Linked DNA regions of Danio rerio: region 1 is linked to region 2. Evidence: chromatin contacts called from public Hi-C data. All regions are on one chromosome and are shown on one strand. The core of a region is the stretch at or near the end of the contact, and the rest is flanking DNA. Distances in the headings are between cores, read along the strand shown.

Region 1 (6,053 bases), core at 383-2,882, 130 kb after region 2:
GAGAGAGTGTTGACTGGGGTAGACCAATGTACAAGGAGTTGCAGTAGTCTAACCGAGAGGAGATTAAAGCACGGGTCACCGTTTCTAAATCTTTTTAAGATAGAAATGGCTTAACTTTTGCCACTAATCTAAGTTGGAAAAAGCTGCTCTTTAGTTAGCTCTTTAGATTAGCCAGTACTGAATCCAAATCTGGAGATAATCCAACAAAATAACTTATGATAATGGTCGAAAATTTGTACACCCAAATTTATGTCATGGAAAAATATTAAATAAAAAATTTTAAAAGAGCTTAATTGAAGAGAAACATAAAAAAAGTATAAAATGAAGTCATTTTTTTCTTCAATATTTCGCTTCATTTAATTATATTATTTTTCTATTTCTAAAGATATTTGATGACTAAAATATTATTTTAATAAATATATCCATTTAATAAATTTGTTCAAACACATCAAAATATATGACCTATCTTGACAGAGAAATGGATAAAAATATTCATTTTCAAACTGGGGTGTACTCATTTATGTTTTTTATTTATTTATTTACTTTATTTATTTATACAGGGACAATGTACAACATGACATGTTGTGCCAGAGTTAGCTATAAAGCTAATTTACATCTGTAGTCCCTGGGCAGGAAGTAACAAATTTAACACTTATAACAAATACAATATACACTTACAGTACAATAAATACAATACATCATTGTCAATAAAATGAAATCAAATCAGTGGCTGCATATTTGATTTTGTTTTAGCCAGATTTTAAGAACAGTTTTAAAATTATTAAAAGTGCTGCTCTCTCTGATATACACTGGTATTTTATTCCATCTTTCTGCTGCTTTAACTGAAAAAAACTGATTGTCCAAAAGCAGTTCACTTAAGTTTAACTGAACAATCACCTCTAACAGATGACCTAGTCTGTCTTATATTGTCCTTGCCGACAATCACACATTGTTTGAGGGGTGGTGGTGCAAGATCATGAAATATTTTATACATTAAACACACATCAGCATAAAATAAGAAACTGTCAAATGTTAGTAATTTTTGTTGTGCAAAACAGTTGCAATGATGATAGCTCCTTGGCTTTTTAGCTAAAATTTTAACAGTTTGTTTATATATAACATACAATGGTTTTAATGTTGTAATGTTCGTATGCGACCAGCTTGTAGCACAATAAGATAAATGAGGTAAAATCATTGTATTCATAAAAAGTTTAGCAGCAGCCATAGGTAACTGATGCCTAATGTTTGATCCCTGTATAATATTATAGCTAATAAATTTGAAGGAATGTGTGTATATTTTATATATGTCATATCCAAGTATAAACTTGTATGTCATCTATGTCATTTCATATATTGCTAAATTACAGCTGTTTTCATGCTTCTTCATATAAAATCACAGTTACCAAAAAAATGGTAAAATTGCTAAAAAACTAACAGATCCTATAAATGAGTCTCAACATAACATTCATTTCTCTGTCCTGTCGTACATCATTTAAAAATTCCCACTAATGTCTGTGGCTAAAATAAAAACCACGGGTATGAAACTTGAACTCACTACCCTCTTGACGTCCAGCTTCCTCTTCCCATCCGCAACAGCTGTCTCAAATTTGGCCATGAGCCTAAACATCCCACAATTGCAGAGGCTCGTCCGTCAGGGGTTACGTCTCTCCGCTACGACCCATTTCTGCTGGACTCTGAGTGTGTGAGAGCCTCCAACCACCAAATAAACTCTTGGCTGAGTTTCCTTTCTTAGATCCCCCTGTAGAGATCACAGATTCCCCAACGGCCACCACATGACCCCTAACGCTGGGACTCTGGGACTGTTGAGCAAATCCATAGAGCCTAGTGACCTCTGCCATCTTCACTCCCCATAAATGCACCACCCAGCCTTTTAGGAGTGCTGTAATTGACCACATATTACATGTTTTTGGAGACTATCTGAAATGTTTAGTTGGACCGGAATCAGTTTATGATCTATGGAGCAGCTGTTGTTGTACTGAGTGAAATGAAGTACCGATTAATCCTGCAGATTCTGCTCTGTTCCTATAAACATTTTGTTGAATTTGTTGAATCCAGGTCTCGGGATGTTGCAGAGCTTCTCGCTGAGATGACTTTTGACCCTATTAAGATCAATCTCCAGCATACGTGTCAAGTCCATGGGAAGACCACCGTATGCGTGAAGACGAGAGTATGCTTCAAATATCGAATCAAGTCTGTTAAAGAGATGAACACTGGAACTGGTGAGTGTCTGACTAATGCTGGGTCCACACTAAACATGAAGAGATCATATGCATCTCCTAATTTCTTAGTGGTTCCTATGAGAAGCGTCTATTCCCAGAGCTTCCGCTATTAATGTGTCTTACAATTATCATTTTAAGGCAAGGCAAGTTTATTTATATAGCACATTTCATGCACAATGATAATTCAAAGTGCTTTACATAAACAGGAATAAAAGGAACAAGTATAAGAAAATAAAAACAACAAAGAATAAAAATTATTAATGACATAAAAACTGATTAAAATGTGTTTTAAAGGAATGTAAAAGAAAAGAAGGACATCTGTCGGACATAGCAGAGTGCTCATTTAGTAAAGGCTCAGCTAAACAGATGTAAATTAAGTCTGGATTTGAACGTGTAATGTTGGAGCACATCTGATCATTTCTGATTCCAGCAGTGAGGGGTGTAGTATCTGAAAGCAGATACACCCTGCTCCGACTGAACTCTTGGATTTTCTAGTTTATATGATCCTAAAGATCTGTGATCTATTTGATTTGTATTCAGTAAGCATATCTGTAATGTATTGAGGTCCTAGGCCATTTAGTGATTTATAGACAAGTAATAATACTTTAAAATCTATTCTGAATGTTACTGGAAGCCAGTGTAAATAACTGAGGACAGGTGTGGTGTGCTCTGATTTTCTGGTTCTGGTCAGAATCTGGATGAACTGTCTGACTGTCTTTTTTGGAAGGCCGGTAAGGAGGCAGTTACAGTAATCCATTCTGCTGGTGATAAAAGCATGAACAAGATTCCTCAAGTACTCATTTTTGTTTTCACTTTTGGCTGAACTGTTTTTTATATAAACATTTGGTGTGAACCCATCAGTTTTATCAGTCAACTCTTTGGGCTCTATTTTGAAGGTCCATGCGCAAAACGCAGGGCGCAAATGCTTTCAGGGCGTGTCAGGGCGCGTTTTTGCTAATTTAAGGACGGGAAATCTGCCTTGCGCTTCGGAGCATGGTCTAAAAGGGTTGAGTTTATTTTCTTAATGAGTTATAGGTGTGTTTTAAGAATAAACCAATAAGAGTCTCATCTCCCATTCCCTTTAAGAGTCAGCTGCGTCGCGCCAAGAGCACATTCGCTATTTACAGGACGCAAAGTAAGTCTAAGTGGAAAAAATGAGCATTTCACAAGCAAACAGTTAACAGTTAACAGTTTTTTTAACAGAAAACTGTTAAACAGAGCATCTACTGCGTGAGAATGAGAGATAATGGATCTACTTTCACTTTCGCTCATGGATAGGGAAACTTTTACGCACAGACATCAATTAGTCTATAAATAAATACATTTTTTTGTTAAGCGCAAATATTCGTTTCAAAACTATTTCTAAATTCAGTTCTAATTTCCAGCAAACGAATAAATGAATAATAATAACAAAATGTGCTCAAAAACCTGAGTTCTATCCTAAAACACATGCTGTGCCCCTTATGGTCTTAAACCTGACAGGTGGGCAAATCTAAGCTTGTTTTTAATAAAACAAATATACATATGGATATAATAAATAATACTGTTAATAATAATAACATTATACAAAAGCAAATTGTTATGAATGAACTGAAAAAGCCTCCCGAGATGAAGAAAACATAAAAGCAGTGATTTTTCATATTTATGTAGGCTAGAAGATAATATGTTTTGTAATATTTTAATCCTTTATATTTATATTCTATATCTATTCTTATTATATCCTATATATATCCCTAATATTTACATTTTTTCATATGTAAAGATATTTGCCTATTGCTCTCTTGTGCGTATTAAGCAGTGCGTAAGCGAGGCACAACTCTGCGCCAGAGATTAGACCAGGTTTGTTTTGATCTAATGAAAAATCTATTATAGTTTCTCAAAATAGCAACGCACCAGCGGTCCGCCTCCGAACGCCTTCCTTTTTAGACCAGAACGCCTATGGGCGCAAAAATGAGCGCTAATGCATTTGCTATTTAAACAGTGTAGCGCAACGCCTCAAAACGACTCTTGCGCCAAGCTTAAACTACCAAAAGACTACTGCGCCACGCCTTGCGCCACACTGCGCCGGGTGTATGATAGGGCCCTTTATGTTTGTTTAAGGCAAAACATTACAGGTGAATTGGGTAAAAGAAAATTTTGAGTAGTTAGAAAAGTATTTTCTCAGTTGATTGATTACATTAAGAATCACAAAAATATTTTGCAATATATTTCTAAAATTCTTTAAATATGCCAATGAGGCATTGTTTTAATAAACAGGCACTAATCTGCATATACTTCTAGCACACAAATATGAACAGAAGAACACTGGATGAAGTCCAACAGTTTTTGACATATCAAAATGTGACCTATATATACACACAAATCTTTTTGCAGAGGGGATTTTGGGGAATCTCATATTATTACTGCATATTTCAGAAAATGATGTGAACAGACAGGGGAAAATGTTGCACAATTAATTTTGTAGCATAAAATATTGTAATCAGGTGAATTCTGTATGAACAAATTCTTCTGTAAAAACCTTCTGTGAAAAAAAATGGAATACTGAAATTAATAAATTGAGTTCCACACAATCGATTTGTTTTGGGACAACATGAAGAAATTAAGTTAACTTAATAGTTTCCACAAATGTAGGTGGATTGAAAATAAAACAATTACGTAAAATAACTGAAGAATTCTGTTGTTTCAGCTCTTTTTAAATAAGTAGTTTGAACGTACATCAAACATCAAACATTTTTGAGTGTAATATAAGTGCAACAAAAAGATTTATGGCTCAGTGCAGGAGAATTTTTATGACACGAGCTGTGAAAATGCAACAAAAGAAACATTAAAACTGTATTAAGTATGTTTTCTTTACATTAGAATAAAAAACACTTTATAAAGGCCCCAAAATCTGTTTGCAGCCAATAAAAAAAAAACTTCAGTGGTTCTGCCTGCTGTGTCTCATCTTAAATGTGTTTTGGCTCCAGTCATCAGGTACAGTTTAACGCTGGACTCTCTGAGAGCGGTAGCCCGAGGACGCTTTAATGAAACAGAGGACAGGAGGCTGCAGAAGAACGAGTCCATCCGGAATAAGTTTTGCAGAGAGCACACCTTCTACACGTCGGCAAGTAAATCAGTCCTCTTATACACAATGTGCAGGACAGGGCCAAGCCAAACAAACATCTATACTGTGAGGCTGAGCTTGTCTTTGTGTACAGTATTATGGCATTCACAAGTATTTAAAGAGCCCCTATTAAGCATTAAAAAAAGGCCTATTTTGGTTTTGGGGGTCTTCGACAACAGTCTGAAATGCATTCAAGGTCAAAAACACTTTTATTGTCATGTAATATGCATTTATTTTTACCTAATTTTCCCAATGACCATATGATATGTTCAGCGATTCATTTGTAATCGGCCGATATTGGCTAAAAATAGCTTGATCGGCTAACCCCAAAAGCGCCAATCAAAAAAGGTAATTACTTGTCGTAAATTACTCGCACGACTTTTTCACACATGCATGCACGGCACACAAGTAAACAACAGAGAGTGAAGCTTACCTGTGGCAACATGAAGGGGTAGGGGTGTCCCAATTCTCTTTAGCTCGAAAGCGATGGGCTAAGGGGAAGGGATAGATACCCCTTGAAACAGAGATTTTTCAAGACCACCCTCGAAATCAAGGGGTAAGAAAATTTCCCAGCAACGACAGCATAGCTGCACACAAATGGAAGGAGATGCACAGATTAGTATTTTTTTTGTCATTATTAATTTTTTTTTTACAATTAACAAGCATATGTTTTAATACACTCATAATAGCGTTCATGTTGTATCGCCATG
Region 2 (5,879 bases), core at 2,025-4,524:
ACTTTGGATGTAGCAGGTTTCAGTTAGTAAAAAAAGTGTATATTTTGAAATTACAGTGTGTTGTTTTAAAGTAAACTCTCTCTTTATGTCACACTACTACAGAGGAGATCAAATCCACACTGTCCTGGTCCTCAATGCAGAGGTGTTCAGAGAGGGCGACCCGCGTCAGGACGGTTCTCAGTGAGACTCAGCTCTGCATGCTTCAGACCTGTTACACTGCAAATCCCAGACCTGATGCTCTCATGAAAGAGCAGCTGGTTGAAATGACTGGTCTCAGTCCTCGGGTCATTCGTGTCTGGTTCCAGAACAAGAGATGCAAAGATAAGAAGAGAAGTCTGACCATGAGACACACACAGAAGCAGCTTGAGGGGCATCTGGTTAGTAGCACTTACTTTAAAACTAAAGCTGCAGTCTGTAATTTTTATTTATTTATTTATTAAGTACATAACCAGTCAGTGTTCAAAACTATTTCCTTACCCTAGCCTGATTCACAACGGTGAGCTTGTAATAATGCTTTATGTTTTATAATTTCATTGCTACTGGTAGGTTTTCGCATGAAAATATGGGTGGTCTGTTGTTCATTGGATGGGTCAGTCAGTTGACAGCGGCTTCTATTGGAATTATGCAAGAACAGCAGGCGTGAATGGCACTTGAGAAAAAAATTTGAGATCTCAAAAAGTGTACACAGCGGCCTCTGGTGGATTCGCAAAAAAAAGAAAAGCATAGCTCCTGGGACCAATTTGGCGCTCTCCAGAAATGTATATTGCGGTTCATTTTCAGAATGAGCCTGGATTGTTTTTTTATTTAAATGAACAATTTCCCATGAAATTCAAATGTTACATCAATTAGAAATTAGACTATACAAATACTAAATGTAACAGTAAAATCATGTTGAAATTGAAATCCGGTTGAATGGGAAGTTGCTGAGACTTATTTCAGTATGTCAATGTACTTCCAACTGAAATGGAATATTGAGTAGGGACAGGGCTTATTTGGGGCTTATTTACTGAAAGTAAACTGAAGTAAGTTGTCAAACTGACATAATCAGAGAAGAGCCAGCACTACAAACATGGAAGCAGAAGATCAGACTTTGAATTAAGATCACATTTAATTAAAGAATAACAATGTGAGATAGGAAAATATTTTTTTTTTAATTTCACACAGACTTTAACACTAACAGATTGAAAACAAAATATATCAATAATAATTTGCATAAAGAGGTGTGATATAAGCTAATTTGTTAAATTTGATCACTATATATACACAGCATGACTAATTTGTGATACATTTTTATCCTCAGCTAGTCAAAACAAAAAGGTGGACATTATTTATTGGTTCAGATGACATTCTCCGGTAGAATTTGTTATTTCGATCAAAGTATTAAGTACCTCCAACTCCATCGGCGCAGTGACTGACCACCACATACACTGCAAAACATTAGATTATACACACCACGACACACAAACCAATGGAAACAAAAAGCAAAAAGCTGCAGTTGCACGTTTTAAAATAGAGATGGCGACAAAGAGGCAAAACTTACAGTTTGCAGCTTTAGCATTAGCTGTGTTTCCTTCACCCTGTCTTGATGCAAATTTGAAGTATCAAATCACAAACAAGAAATGGAAGTTTAAAAAAAAAAACTTAGTTTGAAAAAAGGTTTTAACATTCACTTGTGGCGGTTTTGATGAGAAACGGGGTTTATGTGAATGGAAACCCATTTCCCAAATAAACTGTGACATAGAGAGCATTACACTCATGAGACTAATCAGCTGTTTCTGCTATGGTGAGTTGTTTACTGTCTGTTACAAGGTTACCAATACTACAGTCAGCTTCTCTAACAACTTGATGGAAATTATTATTATTTTTTTTGAAAACTTAAAAAAACATTCATTTGGTTAATGAGATCTGGCTAATGACACATTCTTTAAACATTGTAGGTTTCAGAGGAGCCGCTACTGCTGGTCAGTACAGAGAGTCAGGACAGTGATGTGATGATCAGCCCACCATGGAAACTACTGACCGACTTCATTCTGGAAAACGAAGCTGAGCACAGATCATTCCCACAAATGGTAAACATCAAGGATTACTGAGACTGCATAATGGATACATTTTTTGTACTGTTATTAATTTGTTTTGATTTGGGTTCCAGCTGTCTTTACCAACAGAAGGCCCGTGTTCTGCTGGAAGTGAAGTTGCGTCAGTATCAGACACCGCCAACAGCCTGACAGCAAGTCCAACGGACATCAGAGAGTGAACAGAGATACACCAGCAATTCAATGTATACTTGCTCAATTGAAGTATTATTTAAGGTGGCTGTGAGAGCTTAACGTGCTGCAATAAAAAAAAAAATACAATTACAAAAAACAGCAGCAAATTAAGAAAAGATCTTCATCCGTGTGACACATTAAAAAATGTTTAAAAAACACAACAGAAATGTTTTGTGGGACCCAAAAACGTGACGAACGCTGCTGTGCCATGACTATTGCTCAGTGAAGTTGTAGGTGATCTTTGAAAGGTGAGTTTTTGTTTGTTTATTTAAACGTCCAGATTCCCTTTGTTCATTTTATTAGCCCAAATAACCATAACCTAAATGGTCTGTCACATTTTAGGATCCTTTTAAAACATTTCCATTGTGTTCCGAGCTATTTTGCAAGTATTTTATGACAATGTAGTACATTTTATTAATTTGTTTGCATTGTAAGAAAATGCAGTGCATTTTTTTAAAAATGTGTATGCGCTGTAAGGAATTGCAGAATGTGTGCTGTTAAACGGATGTACCCCTTTTCTTAATTTGCTGGTGTTTTTTGTAATTGCATGTGTTTTCTTAAATTGCTGCACCTTCAGCTCTCTTAACCACTATAATTAATTTTTCTGATTTAAATCTTGTAAACACAGTGTATATTATTAAAACAATAGTAATTTATTATATTTAAAGCACAAGGATTATCCTGTGTGGGTAAAATGTGACAGCGTGTTAGTGCTCTTATTATTTTGCAATGTATTTGCTTATTAAAATGAACTGTTGTTGTATTTTTTTTTTAATTTGCATTCAATTCAGTTTGTTAACCAATGTGCCTATATGGTTGCGCCAAAAGTACTGGTAGAAATGAAACAAAAATTATTAAAATTAATGTCTTGTATTGCACAGATCGTCTAGAAAGTTTGATAGATATTGTATTTCATTATTGGTATATAAATTATATTATCACAAAGTTGCCTTGATGTGTTGTTGAGCTGTTATTTTTGTCATGATTCTCCAGCACCGTTTCTGCTTTTTTGTTTCTCTTATTAAATAAGTAACACAGGGCCCAGTTTTTCAAAAAATGTCATCTGGATCAAATTGGTACAGATTTGGAAAACCCATGTTTTGCTATCCAGGATTAACTGATCTATCTTACTACAGTTTTTAAAGGTACACTGGGATGGACCACTCTGATCCCAATATCAAATTTCAGGATTACGAAATACTGTTTACCAGAGCCTTAAATGGAACCAATTGCGTAGCCTACTGGCTTAGCAAAAAAAAAAAAAAAAACAGGTATGCAAAATACCAGCTGCCACAAACAGACATAGGTTGTTTTAATGGTTACAAACAGAATCACTTTAATCAACAAATATTTAACCTTATAGTTTGTTCTAATACAAAACTGCTTTGATATTGTTTTGTTGTTGTTTACCAGATCTTATATACCATCTAGATGTGATATGCTTTATAAAGGCTTTAAATATGAAGGAATGTATTTCATCAGCAACCATTAAGTTTTTGATCATTAACTTAATAAATTTAAAATAAAATAAAACTTAATTTTACTTTTGAAAAATTTGGCTCTGGTGGCATATATATATCTCACTCACTGCTAGTAGCTGAAATATAATCATTAAAATTATTTTAAATGATTAAAAGTTATCCATTATGTAGTTTTATGTCATTTGATACCACTGCGGCTATTTTTAGAGTCCTATTGCAGTAGTTTTAAAAATGAAAGCGAAAGAAAGTTATTGCATCACGAATGCATTGCCCAGTGATCCACCGCTCGTCCTGACATCGCACTCCTTTGTAAAAGAAGAAGAAAACGGTGAGTAACATACATCCTTCATTTACTTACAGGATTTCCTCTGGGTTAGTCTACGATTTGTGAATGTCTTTGAGATGTAAAATGCATTATCAATGATCCGTGAAAAGAATTAGTGCTATTGCAATTGCTACCTTTAAACTGCACCTTACACATGCATAAAAATCTTCGTCATATACTTGCCGTTTTGAGCAAAAATCTTTTATCTAGCACAAAATTATGTTATAAATGTTAGCATTAACATTTGTCATTTATCACGCAATGTTTTTACAAAAAAATCACGTTACTACATTTTGTGCATTTCTAGGCAGGTTAGACCACATCTGCATGTGCTACTTCCTTGTTGCTCGTAAACACTGACAAAATAGTCTGATAGACTGCAGTGTAAAGTTCACAGAGCACACACTAAAAATATGTCAGTGAGTTATTTAAAGTGTAACTATAGGAGCAGGTCATAAATGCTGTAGTTATGTTTAGGTGTAATGAATGATATGTGCCTCATTCAACAAACATTAACTACTTAACTTTCAAATTAGCTATGTTCACATTAGACTGGTGTTATTTACAAATCAACAAAACATTTAAATCTTTCTTGGATGATTAGTTAAGTAGAAAACAAACAAATAAGAATGGCATTCCTATATCCCATTTACTGTAATATAAGTTATTTCTCAAAGCGATTTATTACATATTATATATATTTTCATGTAATAAATGTTGGGGTGACGTAGTGGCGCAGTAGTGCTGTCGCCTCACAGCAAGAAGGTCGCTGGTTCGAGCCTCTGCTCAGTTGGCATTTCTGTGTGGAGTTCTCCCTGCGCTCGTGTGGGTTTTAAAAGACATGCGGTATAGGTGAATTCAGGCTAAATTGTCCGTAGTGTATGAGTGTGTGTGTGTGTGAATGAGTGTGTGTGGATGTTTCCCTGAGATGGGTTACGGCTGGAAGGGCATCCGCTGCGTAAAAAACGTGCTGGATAAGTTGGCGGTTCATTCCGCTATGGCGAAACCGGATTAATAAAGGGACTAAGCCGACAAGAAAATGAATGAATGAATGAATAATAAATGTTGTTATAACTTAACTTGAATTAAATAATTGTATATAGGCAGGCAACAATTTTGAACTCTAATTTCAGCTTTACAGTAGCTTCTGACATGTTTTTAGTCCTGGAATGTGGATCTTTTTTGCAAGTATGCAACATTCGTTCATTCATTCATTTTCCTGTCGGCTTAGTCCCTTTATTAATCCGGGGTCGCCACAGCGGAATGAACCGCCAACTTATCCAGCAAGTTTTTACGCAGCGCATGCACTTCCAGCTGCGACCCATCTCTGGGAAAAAGTATGCAACATTGTTTAAAATTGTGTTAAATGTAAGACATTACTGTAAATGTAGCCTATAGGGCATGATTTCCTAAGAATGTTCACACATTGGTTTGCAAATTTGACTTGAAATAAATGAAATACACCTTTTGTTTCATTGCTAGCAATCAGATTAACTTGTCCTTTTTGGGCACTATTTATTCAATTGGAAATATACTAATTTATTTAATAAAGTAGCATTTTATCTTCATTAAAATGAACCATGTTCTTTGGTATATTGATTAGCATTTTCAATAGGTTTAGTTTCTTTTAGTTAAACTATGGTTATTGTAGCGAAGCCATGATTAGTTTGTGACTCTGGACCTCACAAGTGTCAATAAAAAAATGAGATTTATACATAATGGAATCTGAGGATTAAAATAATCAAAATACTGAAAAAATCACATTTAAAATGGTCTAAATTAGCTTCAATGCACATTATTAACTAA

The links. Hi-C and Micro-C count contacts between places; a contact is called where the count stands out from the background.
Region 1: a Hi-C map of embryo shows a contact between it and region 2, with 2.4 times the contacts expected there. The contact joins the enhancer-like site here to the promoter of si:dkey-27b3.4 in region 2. A contact is called at or near these places in 4 of 18 Hi-C or Micro-C datasets (caudal fin, embryo and hematopoietic stem cells).

What each region holds. Positions count from the first base shown.
Region 1 is chr10:9,415,014-9,421,066 of GRCz12tu, forward strand. It overlaps itga1 (integrin, alpha 1), which reads left to right. Exons shown (of 30, transcript XM_073914404.1): 16 at 2,077-2,240; 17 at 5,207-5,343. Among named protein-coding and RNA genes, the nearest start is that of itga2.2, 69 kb to the right of the region's middle. Within about 2 kb of position 1,633, at least 3 of the 62 cell types and tissues checked have an H3K27ac peak or open chromatin away from gene starts, as enhancers often do.
Region 2 is chr10:9,285,102-9,290,980 of GRCz12tu, forward strand. It overlaps si:dkey-27b3.4, which reads left to right and starts at 3,275. Exons shown (of 5, transcript XM_021472223.3): 1 at 3,275-4,076. The coding sequence starts at 3,980. isl1b (ISL LIM homeobox 1b) reads left to right here. Exons shown (of 6, transcript NM_001002043.1): 4 at 103-377; 5 at 1,938-2,069; 6 at 2,150-3,215. The coding sequence ends at 2,254.